Regions from separate parts of the Arabidopsis thaliana genome. Here region 1 is linked to region 2. Evidence: chromatin contacts called from public targeted proximity ligation data. All regions are on one chromosome and are shown on one strand. The core of a region is the stretch at or near the end of the contact, and the rest is flanking DNA. Distances in the headings are between cores, read along the strand shown.

The links.
Region 1: a targeted proximity ligation map of shoot shows a contact between it and region 2, with 10 read pairs. A contact is called at or near these places in 4 of 26 Hi-C or Micro-C datasets (callus and root), 1 of 2 datasets of targeted methods (shoot) and 1 of 3 other capture datasets (root).

Annotation. Positions count from the first base shown.
Region 1 is chr1:19,735,814-19,739,153 of TAIR10.1, forward strand. AtNug2 (GTP-binding family protein) reads left to right here and starts at 1,592. Exons shown (of 11, transcript NM_104176.4): 1 at 1,592-1,914; 2 at 2,000-2,133; 3 at 2,219-2,348; 4 at 2,430-2,593; 5 at 2,676-2,777; 6 at 2,877-2,981; 7 at 3,111-3,239; 8 at 3,325-3,340. The coding sequence starts at 1,680. DD11 (downregulated in DIF1 11) reads right to left here and starts at 1,270. Exons shown (of 1, transcript NM_104175.2): 1 at 669-1,270. The coding sequence starts at 1,270. The coding sequence ends at 821.
Region 2 is chr1:19,683,539-19,687,305 of TAIR10.1, forward strand. AT1G52870 (Peroxisomal membrane 22 kDa (Mpv17/PMP22) family protein) reads left to right here and starts at 2,007. Exons shown (of 6, transcript NM_104164.6): 1 at 2,007-2,779; 2 at 3,150-3,290; 3 at 3,376-3,663; 4 at 3,739-3,767. The coding sequence starts at 2,318. It overlaps AT1G52860 (a tRNA gene), which reads right to left and starts at 1,681; the gene lies at 1,596-1,681. It overlaps AT1G52855, which reads right to left and starts at 27. Exons shown (of 1, transcript NM_202282.2): 1 at 1-27.

The DNA.
Region 1 (3,340 bases), core at 342-2,841, 52 kb after region 2:
AGTTTGTCCTTCTTATATAGATTTACACTAATCCAAAAGCTTCAGCTGGTGCAAACCTGCATTTAAATTTGTAACAGATTAGAGTTCTTCTTAAGAGAACTTACTTGATAATATAACAAGTTAAACCTTAAGCTGTCTTAAACATATAAGTAGCTTTTTCAATCTTTAAATAGAGTAATTGGATTCTCGAACAGCAATATATAATATACTACTTACCTTTCATGTATAATCTTTAAATAGAGCTATTGGATTTTGATGGTCGTAAGAAGCCGCAGTCATAGGAAGTCATGTAATTTCCAAACAATTTTTTTTTGTCAGCATTCCATTCAGTTTTAGGTATAGTTTTTTATTTATTAAATTTGTAAATAATTAAATTAGACATAATAGAATCTAGAGCCTATATATCTTCATTAGACCATATTAGGCCCACGACTAAAACCAACACACAATACATAAACAAATTCAAAGTTGGGCCAAAAACTATATGTTCTCAAACAAACAAATCATTTTTCTTTCCAAATAAAATACGTAATATAGCTTGGATACAAAATTTTCACATTTAATATAAACTAAATATTATATATTTAATATAAATACGATATTTTAAAACAAAGACAATCTAATGCAACATTAATCATTATATTCAAATAGTAATAAAAGTAAAACATATTATAGCATCACTTTTACACTTAGATAATTAAAACAAAGTATTCAATTTTATTCATGAAAAATATTAATGCCCGTGCTGTATAGCACGGGTTATGATCTAGTGTATGTATAATTGGATAAATATAACTTTTTATGATCATTAACTTAAAAATCAAGTTTCAAAAGCGAGAGGAGCACCAATCTTAGCAGCAGTGGTCTCAACACATTTATTCCACATCCGTTTGCTCCTAGGAAGAATCGCAGAAGCAACATCTTTTAGCTCATAAGTGGCGAACACAAAAGTCATCAATCCTTCGTGACATTCTCTTCCAATCTTCAAAAAGTTCACACAACAATCCTCCGAAACGGGCTTGTCGTCGATCAATCCTTCCGTCATCTCAACATTGCATTTCGAGCTCATTTTATCCGAACAATCTTGGAGAAATTTGATGCGCCGGGTCGTCATGTGGCTTAGGAGTTCGTGGTCGTACTCGTAAGCTGCAGCGGGTTCGTATGCCAATGATTCAGGAGATATTGGACTGATCTCTTCTTCTTGACCAATAGTTTGATAAACCATCGATGTGGTGGCTATGAGAAACGTTATGAGAATTGCTTTCTCCATTTTCTTTTTCTTGTAATGAAGAAGAAAAGCTTTAACGAAGTAGCCTTTTAATGGTTTATTAATTTGTAACGAGTAACGACTAGCTTTTTATGTTTCTGGTCATTAAAGGATTGTTTGATTTTTTTGACATGTTTACATATGTTACTTACTTGATTAATAATTAAGTCACATTTCAGTTTATACACATTTTTTCATGTTCACGCCAAATGCATAGACTTAGAAGGGGCTTTTGTGTTATAATGGGCCTATGGGCCTATGGGCCTTTTGGGCCAAAACCATTGAAGCCCATTTTAAGAGGAGACTCACAGCAAACCCTAGCAAAAACACTCGAAGCCACTCTGTTTCTTCTTCCTCCTCTGTTTCTTTCTTCTCTTCCATCGTTCGCCGTTAAGGAAAACAAAAATCAGAGATGGTGAAGAAGGAGAAGAAAGCGAATGTTTCCGGTAAACCAAAGCATTCGCTCGATGCGAATCGTGCTGATGGCAAAAAGAAAACCACCGAAACCCGGTCCAAATCCACAGTTAACCGGCTTAAGATGTACAAGACTAGACCTAAGAGAAACGCCGGTGGTAAAATCCTTAGCAACGAGTACCAGTCAAAGGAATTACCCAACTCACGAATCGCACCTGATCGACGATGGTTTGGTGAGTTTCAGATTTTCGTGAGAATTTATGTCACTCAATTGATTTTCATAGTCATCTGATTTTCTGTTGATGTGTTATTGTATAGGGAACACTCGTGTTGTGAATCAGAAAGAGCTTGAGTACTTTAGAGAAGAGCTTCAGACTAAGATGTCTAGTAATTACAATGTGATTTTGAAGGAGAGGAAGTTGCCTATGTCTCTTTTAACTGATAACAAGAAGGTAAATTTTTTAACTTTGTTGAATTTAGATTATCAAAGGTGTTAAAGTTTCGATTTTTGATTGGTTTTGGTGTTTCTTTGTTAAGCAATCGAGAGTTCATTTGCTGGACATGGAGCCCTTTCAAGATGCTTTTGGAAGGAAGACTAAAAGAAAGCGACCAAAGCTGGTTGCTTCTGATTATGAAGCCTTGGTGAAGAAGGCAGCTGAATCTCAGGGTAATTTGGGCTATTTTTGACCTTGTTGTAATAAAATGATGCATTATGTATTCATTTGGGACATTTTGGTTCATTTTGAAGATGCATTTGAGGAGAAGAATGGGGCAGGTCCTTCTGGTGAAGGAGGAGAAGAAGAGGACGGGTTTAGAGACCTTGTGAGGCATACTATGTTTGAAAAGGGACAGAGCAAGCGTATTTGGGGGGAACTTTACAAAGTCATAGACTCCTCTGATGTAATTGTCCAGGTATGTTTCTATTCACGGTTCAAGTTAATGAAAGAGATTTTGTAGTTTTCTTTCTCTGGCTTATTTGTATTTCGTGTGACAGGTTATTGATGCTAGGGATCCACAAGGTACTAGGTGTCATCATTTAGAGAAAACTTTGAAAGAGCATCACAAGCATAAACACATGATTCTATTATTGAACAAGGTTAGTTGTTTTCATATTTGGAAACTCAGCTAGCTTAAGTTGACTGTTCCTAGTGTGAAAGATGCTTACTAGTTATCTTAATGTGTCTTTTTCTTAAAGTGTGATCTGGTTCCGGCTTGGGCCACTAAAGGATGGTTGAGAGTATTATCAAAGGAATATCCAACTCTAGCATTCCATGCAAGTGTTAACAAGTCTTTCGGAAAGGTACTTCATCGATAATTTATCTCCTTAAAGATCCTCTGATCATTGACTTGTATTTTATATTTTTGAAGTCTTATTATCATCCTATGTTATTTTCTTAATGTATGTTCACCAAATGATGGCTGATTTCAGGGGTCACTTCTCTCAGTTTTGAGGCAGTTTGCTCGTCTAAAGAGTGACAAGCAAGCCATATCTGTGGGATTTGTTGGGTATCCGAATGTTGGGAAATCATCAGTTATCAACACGCTGCGTACTAAAAATGTATGAACTTCTTTGCTACTTCAGTGAATCCCTAATTGCCAATTTACTATTGCTCACATATCTCCTTCCTCTGTCTCTTCTTTAGGTTTGCAAGGTTGCTC
Region 2 (3,767 bases), core at 757-3,256:
CGGACGAGGAATGAATTAAAGTTTAAATCATTCACTCGTGTGGGGAGAGTTTTAAAAATAAATGAAGTAAATAATTTTGAGAGATTCGAGTCTTGGACATATATACAGAAAAAATAAAATAATACTTTTGACATGAACTAAAATGCTAAAAAATATTTTTGTAAATTAGTACTTGCATTCTTATATAGTTTGCGATAATACTAACATTAATTGTTGTGTTGTGTAGTATATTACTCATTTACAGTGATTGCAAAACAAAATTCAGTTTTCTACTTCCTTACACTGTTACACACTTATACTTACATTGTAACGTAAAATAATTGTAGTTTGTTATGTAATAATATTATAGGGAAAAGGAGGTACGTAGGTACAAAGTCTCTAGCTCCGTATTAATTGTCACATTATGAATTTCCTTAGCGGCAAAGGCTTTGTGTCATGAAGAAAGTGTGAGTAGCAGACACGTGGACAAAACAGTTGGATGTTGAGTATGTCATTGTCATTGCCATTGCCCTTATCAGAAACATGGGTCATGAGAAAAACTCTCCTCCTCAATTTTCAATCTTTTGTTATTGATGGATTAGTTACGTGTTTTTTCTTCCTCATTTCACCAACAATATTTGCATTTATTAGTTCATAGTACAATATAGTTTCGGTGATAAACGGCAACCGGGCAGGTAATGGCAAACTTTATATTGTTGAATATTATTAAAACATTCAATGTAGATGTTGAAAAGGTTAGGACAATATGTATTATAAATTTAGAATCGAAACTTCAATCATATTAAAATCAAGAAGACGAAAAAAATGTCTCTAAGCTAATGTGTTTCAAGTAGTGGTTTATGGTTATGGAGATAATATGATTGGTTTAATTTCTTGTGCAAATGTCTGCATCATTATAGTTGAGAACTTTAGTTTTGTTATTCAGTTTGTGGCAATAGCTTCTGTACTAATTAATTTAGAAAATGTTGAATTTGAATCTTTGCCCATCCTAAGTCTCCTCTCTTCCATAAATGACTATGACTATGTCATATGCAGACAAATATATAAAACAAGACCATAAACTATTAATGACGATATTTTTTGTATGAATATGGTTGCTTGCTTTCAAAGAAAAATCATCATTTAGGAAATATAAAACGTTGAACCTAACATACAATTAATAACGATGACTATACTATTACAACCACTTGATTTAACGTGTTTATTGATAATTCTCCAGCATTACATAAATCAGTCACCTCAATCTATGTTAAAATAGTTTGCGTCTAGGTCAAAAAGATTGAAAATTATCTGGCAAGAAACATTTCGTTTAAATTCGTAAATCTTATAAAGTTGGGACTAGTTTAATCTTCTTCGTTCTACCACATAAACTGAACAATATTCTGAAATCAATATTGTTTACCTTATTTTTTGTATCATCGCATCAAACCTGTCAGATGTAATTGAGTTGATAGATTTATTAATTTGCTATGGCCTATGGTTAAATAGTTAAATCCTTGCGAAAATAAAGACTAGCTAAGTTAATAACCATAATGATGGGCTGGGCCTTACTGGGCCAAACGAGAGAGATACATTAATTTAATAAATAAAAAAGATCCGACCTGCCGGAATCGAACCAGCGACCTAAAGATTATCTGTCAAAGACTACAGTCTTCCGCTCTACCAACTGAGCTAAGGTCGGTATTGCAATAACGTGACATTTACATTTATATATAGTGTTAACAAACTCATTATTATTTATAACCATAAGATTTTAAATAATATAATATCCTTAAACAATATAAAAGTCTCATTTACCTCCAATTTTGAATTTTGGGTTCATGATACAGATATTGATTTAAGGATATTATTATTTATCTTTATCACATATATTGATTTAAGGATATTATATTATTTAAAATCTTATGGTCATAAATATTTTCAGCATTTGCACAACAAAAAATAATTATTATTATTATTGAGAAGAATCTTGTAAGAGTACTTGTGGACACAGTAGTACTCTCATCCTCTAATCCGAAGAATCTTCTATTCGGTTAAAACAAGAACTTCTCGATCACACCGAAACTTTCCAGAATTTATTAATCGTAGCCGTTCATCTTCGACGTCAAACATATTGATAAGTCAAAAAACGAATCACAACCGTTAGATTTAGTTCAAACACCGTAATATAACCGTAGCGGAACATAAGCTACGTGGTGGAATCTTCACGGCTCACACAAATATAAGATAACGTCCGTTTCAAATTCCCCCAACTCGGAGAAACCGAAGCGAGTCTGACTCTCTGAGTCGTCACCACCGAGTCAACTCTGTCTCCGCCATGGCTGCTGCTTCACTCCACACTTCAATCTCACCACGTAGCTTCCTTCCTCTCTCCAAACCATCTCTAAAACCTCACCGTTCCCAAATTCTACTGAGAAACAAACAGAGGAATTGCGTTTCGTGCGCATTGATCCGTGACGAAATCGACCTGATTCCGGTTCAGAGCCGAGATCGGACCGACCATGAGGAAGGTTCGGTGGTAGTGATGAGCACTGAGACGGCGGTTGATGGTAATGAATCGGTTGTTGTAGGTTTTAGTGCTGCGACGAGTGAAGGTCAGCTTTCGTTAGAAGGGTTTCCTTCTTCTTCTTCTTCGGGAGCTGATTTAGGAGATGAAAAGAGAAGAGAGAACGAAGAAATGGAGAAGATGATCGATCGAACCATTAACGCTACGATTGTTTTAGCTGCTGGTTCTTACGCTATTACCAAATTGCTTACCATCGATCATGATTATTGGCATGTAAGTATTGAATTTGATGTTGCTTCAGTAATTAGTGCTATTGCATTATTGTTTCAATCATAAAGATTGTGACTTTGATGTTGCTTGAGTGATTAGTGCTATTGCTCACTTGTTTCCATCACAAAGATTATGACTTTGATGTTTTTTGGAGTGATTAGTGCTATTGCTCTCTTGTTTCCATCACAAAGATTGTGGCTTTGATGTTGCTTGAGTGACTTTCCCTGATGCTCCTTTGTTTTCCATCACAAAGATTGTGACTTAGATATTTTTGAGTTATTCGTCTTCACTGTTTACAATATTATTTGAGTACTATGTTTGATTTGATTTGTATGAGTATTTGAACTTGTTTGTTGTGGTTTTGCAATCTCAGGGATGGACTCTGTTTGAGATACTAAGATATGCTCCTCAACATAACTGGATTGCTTACGAAGAAGCGCTAAAGCAAAACCCGGTTCTAGCAAAAATGGTCATTAGTGGAGTTGTCTACTCTGTAGGAGATTGGATAGCTCAGGTTTTTGTTTTGTTTTGTTTCTCTTCTTTCCCCTGTTGCTATGAATTTGAATCGTTTTGATAACATTTGTGATCTTTCTGTCCAGTGTTACGAAGGCAAACCGTTGTTTGAAATTGATAGAGCAAGAACATTGAGATCAGGACTAGTAGGTTTCACTCTCCATGGCTCGTTATCGCATTTCTATTACCAGTTCTGTGAAGAGCTTTTCCCGTTTCAAGATTGGTGGGTGGTTCCTGTGAAAGTTGCCTTTGATCAAACAGTCTGGTCAGCTATATGGAACAGTATTTACTTCACGGTTCTTGGTTTCCTGCGTTTCGAATCGCCTATCAGCATCTTCAAAGAACTAAAAGCTACGTTCTTGCCTATGCTAACAGTAAGTAGCCGTCCTTCCTGTATTTCATCTGTATCTTCAAGATTCAAGATTAAACATACTTTGATATGAATGCAGGCAGGTTGGAAGCTTTGGCCATTTGCTCA